2 separate regions of the Mus musculus genome follow, and region 1 is linked to region 2. The links are chromatin contacts, called in public Hi-C maps. All regions are on one chromosome and are shown on one strand. The core of a region is the stretch at or near the end of the contact, and the rest is flanking DNA. Distances in the headings are between cores, read along the strand shown. Region 1 has its middle 24 kb from the start of Gm36441. Region 2 overlaps Gm36723 (a long non-coding RNA gene).

Region 1 (6,418 bases), core at 1,582-4,081, 150 kb before region 2:
ACACTTCTCCCAAGCATGTGGAAACTTCTTCCATCAGGAGGTTAAGTGGCTCAAGCAGGCAGAATATGAAGTCTGGGACCAAGGTCTGACCTGGGTCTGGCTTTGCCATTTCCTCCCAGGTGACCTTGGGTAGGTGACTTAATTTCCATGGGTCTCATGTTCTTCATGGGTATGCTATCTGTAGTTCACAGAATTGTGGTGAGACTCGAGTGAGTGGGGATTGTGATGGGGCTTCATGGGGAAGGTGTATACATCCTCTAATTAAAGGGCTGGCTGGCCATCAGGCAGATGTCAAGCCTGAAGTACGGCAGGACCCTACGACCCATAAGCATAAGATTCGGGACAGGTGTGCGGGACTCAGGTATGCAGGTGTGCAGCACCCAGGGCGACAGGTGTGCAGTATTTGGGACAGGTGTGTGGGATTTGGGACCAGAGGTATGTATGACGCAGGAACACAGGTGTGAGGAACCTGGGATAGGTGTGTGACACTCAGGAGGAACACAGCTACGCAGCACCCACGGCCATAGGTAGACCTATGTTTGAGTTGAGTTGAGTTGAGACTCGACTCCCAACAATCTCACACAAGCTGGCCTCCAGTTAAAACTGAGGCTTTGGCCTCACTGGACCTGTGACTTCTATGACTTCATTCCAAGTCTGTGCTGCGGTCTGACCACCAGGCTTTACTGCTTCAGTGCTCATGGCTTCCCACACATTGCCGAGTGAGAGAGCCAAGGAGAACTCAGGAGGTGGGCATGGGGGGTGGTTGGCACTTGGGAGGTCGAGGCCCACTTGGGATACATTGTAATACCAAATCTCTGCTTAGACATACTCAAGTCCAAACCATCCTGACCAGTCTTTGCAGAGGAAACCCAGGAGCCGTAAGTTCTGGGTGGGTGTGCGTGGCGAGGCATGGAGAGGCTGATGCGTTAGGGCAGAAATCCAGGAAGCTCTCTCTCACCCTTACTCACCTTCTCTCCCTCCTTGGCTTTTCTTCCTTGACTGTTTGGCTTATTGATCTAATTCTGTTTCTAAGAATATATGTTCTGTGTGTTATTAGGGTACCTGTGCCTAGGGGTGCACTAAAGATGGAGCCATGATATTGTAGTGGGTGAAGGATGGATGGTAGCTGAAGAGTTAAAGGAAAATATACAGATTTCCTAACAGGGACCTGCCTTGCAGAAGGCCAGAGAATGGATGTCCTTTGGAGGCAGGGCCTTTGCACAGGACTGAATGTGGAGGAGGAAGGATGTGGCTCCCGAGGCTACTCTCAGAGGCAGGTATGTTCTGAGAGAAGAGGAGGAGAGGATGCCTCAGGGAGACAGGATGCTGCCTGGCCCGAGGTTTCCCTCCTTGAGGCTGAAGCCAGTCACCATCCCTGAGGCACAGGGTGACCTCTCTCCTAGTGTACAGACTTCAGGGACATCAAAGCTTCGTGTGGCTGTGCCGAGACAATTGGCATGTTTTAGTTTCTGGAAGGAAGCTGCCTTGTGGCTCAAATGCATCTTTTCCCTACCTCATGTGACACATGTGACACCCTGCCCCCAAGTTAGTGTGTGATCTGACCCTGAGGACTCCCCTATCAGGAATAACAAAAGGGAGAGCCTGTCTGTGGCGGGGACCCAGTAGGTTTTACTTTCTCTTGTGCTTTTAGACCTACATCTGATGCTTTGCAAAAATGTCCAAGCTCAGAGACTATCAATAGCTATGGCACACTGACTGCTCACCATGTGACAGGCCCTGGCTGTGAATGACAGTCTCTAGGAGTACTGGTCTCTGTATCTCACTACTTTACCGACACGATCATCAGCTTCAGGACATTAACCAACTTGGCACACTTCAGGAAAAGGAAGAGCTGGAGTCTGCTGGAAGGGGTGTGATTCTAGAGTGTTTGTTAACTACGTGTGGAAAGAGACAGCACATCATGTAATTTGTCAAAATATGGCTCATTGGACCTTGTTGAAGAAGTAAAAGAAAAGACAGGTTGAGCTAAAGGTGAGGCGAAACGAGGGTCCCCAGCGTGTCCACAGCCTGAGAGGGAACATGGCACACTTTGATTTGAAGGTGGTCCTCAGCCTCCAGAGCCACCGGGGAGTTCATATCTGTTGTGCATCCCATTCATGGGCCTTGGTTATATTAGCTCAGAAAACAAATACAGTGGATACACAGATGCCACTGTCCCCTGGCCTTCGGCCTTAGCCAAGAACCTTGTGATATGGCCTGGGCTACTTTCCAGCTCCCTACCCACCTGTTTGCACAAAAGGAGACTTTGGGATGCCTCTATCTCACCCCAGCTGGACCACCCACCCTAGATCATGCTGGGGACTGGGGCAGCAGGCACTTTTGTGTGTGTGTGTGTGGTTTGTTTTTGCTTTTGCTGGGAAATGATAAAGGCTTTGGGAAGAAATGATATTCTAGGAAGAAGGAGGTTGCTGTTGACAGAGTGAGGGACACGTGGCACTTCTCCAGAGAAAGAGCTCAGGCCAAAGAGGGAGGAGGCCATGGCACATGGTGCCCTTGCACCTGTCTGTGTGGTGCCGGAACTTGAGGGCACAGGAGGAGAAACTACAGTGTGCTGTTGCCTTTGTGCCTGGCTGTTTCCACACAGGCTTGGAAAAACAAATAGAGCAGAATATCTGGCCTTTGAGATGGTGACGCTGTAGCCTGTCTCTACCATGGGAAGCCAGCATTGGCATGGGGTGGGGGGATAGGGGTGGCTTCCTTACAGAATGAGAGCCCTGAAGTGGCTTTCCTGTCTGTGCCCCTAGCATGCTCACTCCTATTTCCTGCCCCCCTCTGAGTCTCTTCGCTCAGAAGAGGTGGCAGGACAGTCACCCTTCCTGGCTGTGGATAGAGGGCCACTTGTAGCCTGCACACTGGGGACATTGTTTAAGATGGTGTCACCTCTGTAAAAATATTGGTTCTGTAGTAGTGCCAAGATTTCTGAGTTATCTCCCAGCCAGCACTCCTTGTACAAATGCAGCCTTCCTTCAGACAGGTTTAATCAGTGCGAAAATGTTCCTGGGGCTGCTGGACACCTCCTCTCTGTGCTTGCCTGTCACCATCAGCCACCAAGTAGCAGCCACATGAAGCTGTTCACGTGGGGGCAAAAGAGTTCTTCGTCTAAAAAGCTGAGAGAAGCTCACCCTTGCTGCCTCCCACTAGTTAACAGTTAACTAACCTTTAGGGAATATTGTCTGTCAATGAAATTTGTAAAAGTTTCCTGGCTACTCAAGGGGACTCTGTCTTCAGCAGAGCCTAAGGCTCTGAGAGTCCCATGAGCAAGGTCAAGGTTATGAGCCGCAGGCTTGGAGGGGCAAGCAAGAGTGTTGTAATTCAGAGGCTCTCAGCAAACCCTCCAACCAGTTTTCATAGAATAATTTGATACAGCTATCCAACTGTTAGAAGACACAGATGGGGGGGGGGGGGGAGAAATTGTTTCTGCCTGTATCCATTTGAGATTAGAGAACGTTGTTTTTCAAGTTCTGCAATTGAATAAGAAGATCAAAACTAATTTAGAGTGCATTAAAAAAAATCTGAGCATGGACAGAAGTGAGTGAGAAAACACGCCAAAGTCTGGAATGTAACAGATTTATTTATTAATGTATAATAATGACTGTTAATTATTGTATAATAATAATTGTTATTATAAAGCAGAAAAATATTTACTCAATGTGGCCAAATTAAGAAGAAGGACAAAGAGATCCAGAGGCTGCTGCTTCCTCAAGTCCATCTTCCAGGTCCTCACATGAGGATACAGCTCATATAGAAGGTAAGAGACATTGCAGCTAAGCAGCAGTCCCATTGAGGTGTGGTCCCACCACCATTGACCCAACGTTGTCCGGGCTTTGGTTGCTTCCTGTAAAGGGTCTGATAAGTTGTAAATGTCTTTGGGCAGAAATACGAGTAACTGATTTGTCACGGTGTATGAAGGATGGCAATTCAATAAAGCTGTTAATTCTGTCTTTCCCCATTCGGGTCTCCAACTCCTATGTAGCAGAGGCTGAGGGTTACCTTACACTTTGGCTCCCTGTCTCTACCTGAGAACTGGGACTATAGACTTGGTTGCTGTGGTGCTGAAGCTCAAGCCCAAGGCACCATGTATATTGGCAAGAATTCTACAAACTGAGCTACAGCCGAGCCTCCTCTTTATTACTGAAAGCCTTGTAAATGGCAGTTTCAGATCATGCATTTTCTCAGAGAAGTTAACAGACACACAGTTGGAGTCAGAGTCTGGGGAGTTCGTGTCTGGGTTTGTGGCTTCTCTACTGGCTTACTGTGTGAGGTTGGTCAAAGCCATGAACCTCTCTGGGGGCTCTCTGAATACTGTTATTGGCTGATTTGTAGGTGATGGATAAAATGAACAAGCTAGCCCTTGAGAAAAGAAAGGTCTCACAGACTTGGCCTGAAAGCAGTAGAAGAATAGGATTCACTTTCTGCTGATTCCCTTGCCACTCATTCTGGACCCTTCTCAGGACTGACGTTTGCAATCTGTGATGGGAAGCCACGCTGGAATTGGCTTGTTACTCAAAAATATTGCAAGCAAATATTAGCTCAAGATAAAGCAACACGAACAACACACAGGCCAGTTTACCCAGAAAAACAAAATCTCACTGTGTTTTCAAATGATAGTATGTGATTGCTTCCAGACTCATGCTTACACCCAGTTTTGTGGCAGCAAGATCATGCCTTGGGAAATTAAGGCCGGGTGAGGGGCTAGGGCTGGGGGTGGGGGAGTGAAGGGGGTGGTGGTGTCCCAGGCTAGCTTTGCCATTATGTAGGGTCTGTGTTCTAAAAAAAAAAAATCTTTGTTCCTGATAAGGTACTTGTTAGAAAAACGGGGACTAAATTTATTGTTGGCATTTGGGGAGCCAATTTCCATGCTGTAGCGCTGGAACTCGGAGCTGGGGAAGTGTACTTGAAGCCAAAACTGGCTTTGTGGCTCTGCTTGCGTCCGCTCAGCACCACCTGCCTCCAATCAAACTGTCCAATTACACGAGACATTTTTTTTTTCACTTTCTGGGAAGGGAAGAAATTCATCCAGGGAATGAACCGATTTCTAAATGTTTTCTCTCCCCACCCCTTAAAAAGAAGAGAGTGGGGGGAAAGATAAGAAACCGCAACAAATCCAAACAAACAAGAGTGTTGGCCCGCCGAGGCAGCACCTCCTACAGCAGCACTTTCAAGGGTCAAACCCAGAAGGCTGCTGTCCACAGGCTTCCATGGTTTTGACCACTGCCATCAGATCTATAATTACCTCTTCCAATAAAGTTATTAGCCATTCAGAAAGAAAGCGTCTCTTTCTTAACTCGCAAGGCAGTAATTAAAGGCTGCGGATTTCACCTGTGAAATCTTGCAGAAAGTATTGAGCTTGAAGTCAAAGAAATTTAGCAATCCACCGTGACATAATTACACTTTTTCCCCCTCTCCAAATAAAATCTTGTGGTTGAAACAATGAGTTCGGGGCAATGATACTATTTATCTGTGAGCCCCAGTCTCTCTCTTTTCAAACTTTCTTTTGACTTCCTTTGGCTTTCTTTTCTGAAAAAGCTCAATTCGCAGCTGAGAAACAGAATGAGCTCGAAGGGGCTGGGCTGGGTGGATGGCGTGTGGGCATGCCATGATCGGGGACGGTAATTACAGATGTGCTCACCCCTGGCAGGCGAACTAGCAAAAGAACATCCCTGGGTGCTTCTAGTTTGCATCTTGAGTTAGTCCTCGTCAGAAATAACAATGGGACTGCTCACTCTTTTAGGATTCCATAGAAACTCATGGAAAGAATACCCATGATATAAGATACAATTTGCTAAACGCATGAAACTCAAGAAGAACGAAGACCAAAGTGTGGACACTTTGCCCCTTCTTAGACTTGGGAACAAAACACCCATGGAAGGAGTTACAGAGACAAAGTTTGGAGCTGAGACGAAAGGATGGTCCATCTAGAGACTACCATATCCGGGGATCCATCCCATAATCAGCCGCCAAACACAGACACTATTGCATACACTAGCAAGATTTTGCTGAAAGGACCCAGACATAGCTGTCTCTTGTGAGACTATGCCGGGGCTTAGCAAACACAGAAGTGGATGCTCACAGTCAGCTATTGGATGGATCACAGGGCCCCCAATGGAGGAGCTAGAGAAAGTACCCAAGGAGCTAAAGGGATCTGTAATCCTATAGGTAGAACAACAATATGAACTAACCAGTACCCCCCCCCCCCCCGAGCTCGTGTCTCTAGCTGCATATGTATCAAAAGATGGCCTAGTCGGCCATCAGTGGAAAGAGAGGCCCATTGGTAGTGCAAACTTTATATGCTTCAGTACAGGGGAACGCCAGGGCCAAGAAGTGGGAGTGGGTGGGTGGGGGAGCGTGTGGGGGACTTTTGGGATAGCATTGGAAATGTAATTGAAATAAATACCTA
Region 2 (6,166 bases), core at 3,355-5,854:
TCCTTCCCCCGAGAGGACTGTCCCGTCCTGAATAGACTTGACAGACCATGATGATTCCGTCTTCCATCTCACGCTGAAACTGGAGCCGTGGTAGAAAGTTAAGTTAGGGGATCGGGAGTCTAATTTTGTGCTGTGTCTTACAGAAACATAAAAACCCAATCACATTTAGTTATACACTTAAAATTTGTTTTGCTTTTATTGGAAATAATAAAATTATATGGACTTGAGCCATTATACTCTCCCTCTCCATACACATACACACACACACACACACACACACACACACACACAGAGACACACACACACTTGGTAGTGAGAGTTTTTAACAGCCCTCAAATGCAGACAAGTTAGTGCCTGAGATGTGAATGTTAAGAACTGTGGGCTTTGGATAAGACCTGTTAATTTAGTTTCACTTGTCTCCAGAGCTTTACACATGTTCTCCGAACTGTCTATTCTTCTTCATCATCCTGGCATCCAGAAAAGCTCATGGATGCAAGCATACACATGTATATATGAAAACATGTATACACAAGGCACATGTGCTCACATATGAGCATATGCATACACCCACACAGCATACACTACACAGACTGCATCCACACTTGCATATGTTCATATGCTTGTATGCACACGGACACACACTCATATATACAAATGCACACATGTTTGTATACGTTTGCAGTCACATCTCTTTAGAATACCTAGTCTTTAAAAAAAAAAAAAGGAAAGCCCAAACCCACACTCCTGACTTTGACACTCATAAATTCTAGCAGGCCGAGCCCTGCTCAGGACCTGAACCTTCCGAATTTAATGACAGCAAGGCTGATGATACAATATAAACTATATTGGGAATGTTGTACCACAGAGTTACCTCTTGGAAGCTTTTGTTACAAATAATTAGTGAGTGGATGATAGGGACTAGCAAAGTGCTGCCTGTAAGTAAAGTCTGGACCCCAAGTGCATGCTAGCCTTAGAGACTGTGAGCGAGCACTGGAAGATTGGAAATGAGGCGTGTTTGCTGCTGGCATGGCTCATATCGGTATGGGTGGGGCACTCCACAGTTACTACACTCTCCTCTGGTGGTGCAACCCCAGTATCCTAGCCTAAGTCATAAAGTCAGCTCCTGGTCAAAGTATGAGTGGGTGCTCTGACATCACTCCAATTGCAGAGAGCAAGAAAGGGGAAGAGGGAAAGAGTTTAGTTCTCCTCTTGTGTGCTTGTATTGCCTGTCTTTCCTGGAAGCCCTTTTGCTACCTCCTGTGAGCTGCATACGAGCCGAGTCGTCTTGCACCTCCATGGCTACAGGGCCATGGGGCAGTCCTCTAGGGAGAGAGGCTGGCAAGTGTAATCTCTCAGCTGGGCACAGATCCCAAAGTCCTTCAGAGGAAGAAAGAAAGGTGACCATTTGGTGACATCTTGCTGCTGATGTCCAAAGATGAGGCCTTTCCTACAGAAAAGAGATATTCTAAATCAAGTAGTTGCTATAGCTTTAACAAAACTACAGGTAAACTCCACTTTCTTTGAGCGTACAAGGATTTTGATTTGAGAAGACACTTTGAAAAACACCTTGCTTCATCAGCCTTTGGGTTTAGTGAGCATCTGAGAGCCATTTTTATAGTGTGAGTTCCCCCCATGATCTTCCCTCCCCTACCCCCTAAGTCTGCCCTGGAGGCAGAGTGACCTGGAGCTGGTTGCATGCCCTGAGGTGGAGGGATGCTACTGGGGCTGGTCTGGGAGTTCCCTAATGTCAGTGGGCATTTGGAAGATAGTTCACTGGAAACCCCTTTGTTATTATTTACATATATTGTGCTTGCATTTTCGGCTCATGTATTCCCTGGGAATCTAATTTGTAAATAATTACTTGACAGAAATGAAGCTGGGTAGAAAATTCAGAGTGTGCAGTGGCCCAAACAAACCCCAGAGAGGAGACTCGAGCGGAAAGGCCAGCTCCTACAAGGCCTCAGCACGCTTCCTCTGCTCAGCCGTTAGCAGCTAATAAGGTCCCCAGTGTAGAAGCAAATTCTCAGGCGGTGGACGGACGTGGTGGACACACCAAAGTGGCCATTAGCAGCCAGGCTGGGAGCAGAAGGCTGAGCTGGCATGCTGAGAAACTGCTTTCCCTGTTCCGCTCTCTGTGCCAAGGAGCAGTGGTAAGGGCAGGACTGCTCTTCCTGTATGAAGAGCCAGAGCGCCTAGAACAAGGAGGTGCCACAAACTAAATGCTTGTGTTCCCCTCTGAGTTCCTATGGTAAAGCCCTAATCCCCCTTGTAGGCTGTATTGGAGGTGTAAAGAATAGATTATGGTTAACTGAGGCCCTTGAATGGAGCTTTAATCAGAAGGGGTTGCGTCTTCAGAAAAGGTACTAGGGCTCTCTCCCTATACCCACTTACCAAAGCAAGGCTGTTTGAGGACAAGCAGGTGACCCTCTACAAGCCAGTAGGGGTGCTATCACCCAAAACTCACCTCATTCAATTTAGATTCTGAGCTTTCTACTTCTAGAGCCATGATAATGAAATCCTAAGACCTTAAACTGTCCAGCAGGTAGCATTTTTGTTACAGTAGTCTGAGCTGACCAATACAGGGTAATGGACTGGAGATGTGTGTTACAGAAAGCTAGTCCTCTGCACCCTCTGGGATGTTTCTTGCTGCTGTGATAGCTCCTGAATACCTGCTCCCATCGCCTTGAGCCCTGGGCCCTGCTGGTCAAGGCCTTCTCTAATTAGCTACCTCATCAGTACACCATCAGCAATAAGGGCCTGGCAGCTTGCCTTCTACAAATCTATTTAGCCTTTGGATATCTTACTCCAGAAGGGATACTTAGCCATTACTGCATGCCCAGTACCTGTTACACTTTTGTAGACAGGAGCAAGCAGACATACTTGCTATAACAGATAGCCCTGTCCATATAAGAGCAAGCAAGGGCTTAGAACTGGTATCAACTCAGTTATTTCATAGTTGCTCTGAGCCTGAGACCGTCTAAGCACTCATTGCATGTGAAGTTGACCAAGGTCTCATAACCACATGCGGGTTAATTCTACCGCTCTGTCCTTCACAGAGAACAGAGGCACAGTTGGTTCTAGGACACACAGCTAGCAGGTGACAGAGCCAGGGTCATCCTCATGCAGTCTGAATCATGCCTTATGATCAGTGTGAAGCTGCCAGGCCAGGTAGCCATAATCTTATTGTAGATTCCAAGTCTCATGTGTAGGATCTGATGGGGAGGGGGGACACAAAAAAGGGAGTCTCTTTTCTTGGTGGCTGGGAAAATCTCCCTAAGCCAGGTCTAAGTGTATTTGAAGGAGGGTGGAGTTGGTAAATCCCCCAAAACAAAGGTGCCTGGGCCAAAAGAGCCCGAAGGTATCCTAGGAAGGTTGTGTGTGTAGGAAGATGGGTGGCAAGGACTTAGCTGAAGAGACAGAGCGTCCACACATAGCCCAGAAGGCCTGAAAATGGAAGGATCATATAAGGATTTGCTCAAGGTAACCACTACTATACTGCAGAGAAGGGATTGGAACTCGGGCAGAGTGGAAGCAGAGGCCTTTACTTTCATAACAGGGAACCTAGATAGAAGAATGGGGGGTGATTTCAGTAAGGGGTGGGTGGCATTTTGAACTGGCACAGTGGGAACAAGTGATGGAATCCCAGCGAGGAAGCTGGCACATGAGGAGACAGTGGCCTCTGAGAACTCTGGGGGAGCAGCTTAGTGATCAACATCACAGTTTTAAAGTCAACTGGAAAACTTGCACAGAGTTTGGATTCTAGAAGCAACAGATACCGTCATCAAATCCATTGCTTCCCAATAATTGTATTACTTTTGTCTTTTGTCCTGAAGGTCCTGTGTCCCTCATATTTGTAGTGACATGCTACCAGCTGTCTCTCCTCAGCCAGGTCTCTTCGGTGTTTATCAGTAGTCTGAAGTTTCTGTAGTAAGTGGGAATGTAACATGAAGGGCATCAAGGTAGTGTTTTCTTTTTGGCACACCTCTGGCTGCCACCTTCTAGAGATACAGGACAGAAGAGACCCATTGATCCTTCAAGTCTCCATCTTGGAATCTTTCTCCAGCTCCACTGACGACCCATCTCTCTGTTGGAGTCTCCAAATATATTCTGAACATCCTTTTTAGAAACTGCTTGTCTTAAGGGTGTTGATCGTGTTGTTCTTCCTTGCATTTTGCAAGCCTCTCCGAGGCAGGACTTGTCTCATTCCTCTCTAGGATGGAGTACAGCATGGAGCTCAGTGTGTCTTTCTGTAGTGAAGGAACAAGAGAATGGGCAGATAGGGATGGCTGTGCTCTCGCCAGCCCTACACTGTCCCTCCGTGCTTAGGCAAGACTTTGGAGATTGTGATAATCCTGGATTGCTTCTAGCTATCAGGGGCAGACAGCCCGATGGCTGGAGTGAGAAGACACTTCAATGTTCGTACAGCTGTTTGTCGAAATGTTGACTGAAAATATTCTTTGAAATGACTATTTTTCAAAGAAACCTCTTTCAAAAGATACTGCTTCAAAATGGACTTGATAACTGAGCCCAGAAAAACGGGCCCCTGGGAGGGAGACAGTGGCCAGCACATCAAAGGCTTCCAAAGGTCGATTGCAAAGGGGAGGCATGTGCCTGACCGTCTTGGCAAAGTTGTCTTTGTAACTGATCTGCTCCAAGGGCCATGGGGCACAAGGACATCAGATTTGTTTGAAGAGAGAAACATCCTGTTAGCCTTGGAAAATTATTACACAAAGCCACCAGAGTGCAACTTCCTCCTATCCACAACCCCCCACCCACCCAGACAAGGCTGAGCATCATAAAAATCTCCACCCCTATACCATTCTGCTCGCTGTCAATCATAGAGGCCAAGTGCCTAACATCCTGGCAGAGAGGGCTAGAAAGATTCCCTTCCTTGCTTGTTTAGTTGTATAACTTAGTAATCCCCTTTCCCTTCTTTAAGCTCACTCACTCGGACTTGCTGTGGTGAGTCTTCTAGGCTCCAAGGGCCAAGAGACCTAAACTTAATCACTAATTCTGCTATACCCTGGAAGCTTGGGCCAATGACTTCTGATCCTTACCTCATCTGAATAGATGAGCCACAAAGCCTATCTGACCAACTCTCAAGGATGTTCTGAGACCCCAGGAAGCAACTCAGCATAGCTCGACATGCGTCATTGAACTGGGACATGTCATGTCCTTCTCTGAGTCCTTTCTGTTGGAAAGCCCTGATATTTTGCAAGAGGAAGCAGATGCCCAGAGATGTTGAGTTATATCTCCAAGTCATACTAAGGAACTGGCTGGAGGGTCTGAGAGTGAGACCGGTGTCTTATATGCTTCCCAAACACAGGTACGTTGGCTTGTCAGTTTTCACTTATTGAAGCTCGGCAGGTAAGCTATCTAATACTTGCAAATGACTGTCACCACTTCAATATAAATACCCAGTGTGAGTGCAGCCACACCTGTACATGTACCTGCCACTACTGCATGCTGGCTACCACTGGGTTTACACAAGGAAGTGTTCTCTCCCTTTGTCTACTGGATGGCTGCTAACTGGGTCATATAATCTTTCCCTGTGACCTATATTAACATATAACTAGTGAGCATGATACACACAGTACTGCCTGATGGCCAGAGACTATTCTGTGCCCTTTGTATGTCTTACCTCATCTAACACCAAGGGAAACTCTCTTGGGGAAGTACTGGCCTTATCCCAGTTTCAGATGGCGAGCTGAGGTACAGGAATGCTAAAGAATTGGCCTGATGTCTCAGTGCTAATGGCAGTGAGAGCCCGCGCTCAGGAAGTTCATTTTGAAAATCCATGTCTGCTGAGAAAATGAAATGCACAAGCCGCTTGTGCTCCTGCACCTTAGAGTGATGGAGGGACTTCAGGGGGACTTAGGAGCCACACTAGATTGTTCTTCACTGTGTAAACCTGACTTAACACCTAGAAGACAAGGTCACTCAGGAAAGACGTCCCTGGCACCACCCTGGGGCACATCCAGTCGTGTGTCAGCCCCTCTATCCAGCAGGCTGCTGTGGTGGGGATTTTCTTCTACCTTTTGTCCACGTGTACAGCTGTTCTGTTCCTGTCCCTTCTGCATGGCTTATGTGTGAGATCACAGCTGTGCGAGCTGGTCTGGCTCTGTCCAGTCCTCACCTTAGGGAACATTCCTGCTTCTCCTAAGTT

Evidence for each region. Hi-C and Micro-C count contacts between places; a contact is called where the count stands out from the background.
Region 1: a Hi-C map of liver shows a contact between it and region 2, with 3 times the contacts expected there. The contact joins two enhancer-like sites. A contact is called at or near these places in 1 of 15 datasets of contacts at CTCF or cohesin (the NIH/3T3 cell line), 5 of 484 Hi-C or Micro-C datasets (bone marrow-derived macrophages and liver) and 3 of 115 datasets of contacts at active chromatin or transcription factors (CD8 T cells, memory CD8 T cells and microglia).

What each region holds. Positions count from the first base shown.
Region 1 is chr12:25,230,335-25,236,752 of GRCm38.p6, forward strand. No RefSeq gene overlaps it. Among named protein-coding and RNA genes, the nearest start is that of Gm36441, 24 kb to the left of the region's middle. Within about 2 kb of position 2,832, at least 43 of the 459 cell types and tissues checked have an H3K27ac peak or open chromatin away from gene starts, as enhancers often do. A contact at or near this core is called in liver, where this site is marked.
Region 2 is chr12:25,377,142-25,383,307 of GRCm38.p6, forward strand. Gm36723 (a long non-coding RNA gene) reads left to right here. Exons shown (of 12, transcript XR_001780577.2): 2 at 1-5,326. Among named protein-coding and RNA genes, the nearest start is that of Gm36723, 24 kb to the left of the region's middle. Within about 2 kb of position 4,605, at least 13 of the 459 cell types and tissues checked have an H3K27ac peak or open chromatin away from gene starts, as enhancers often do. A contact at or near this core is called in liver, where this site is marked.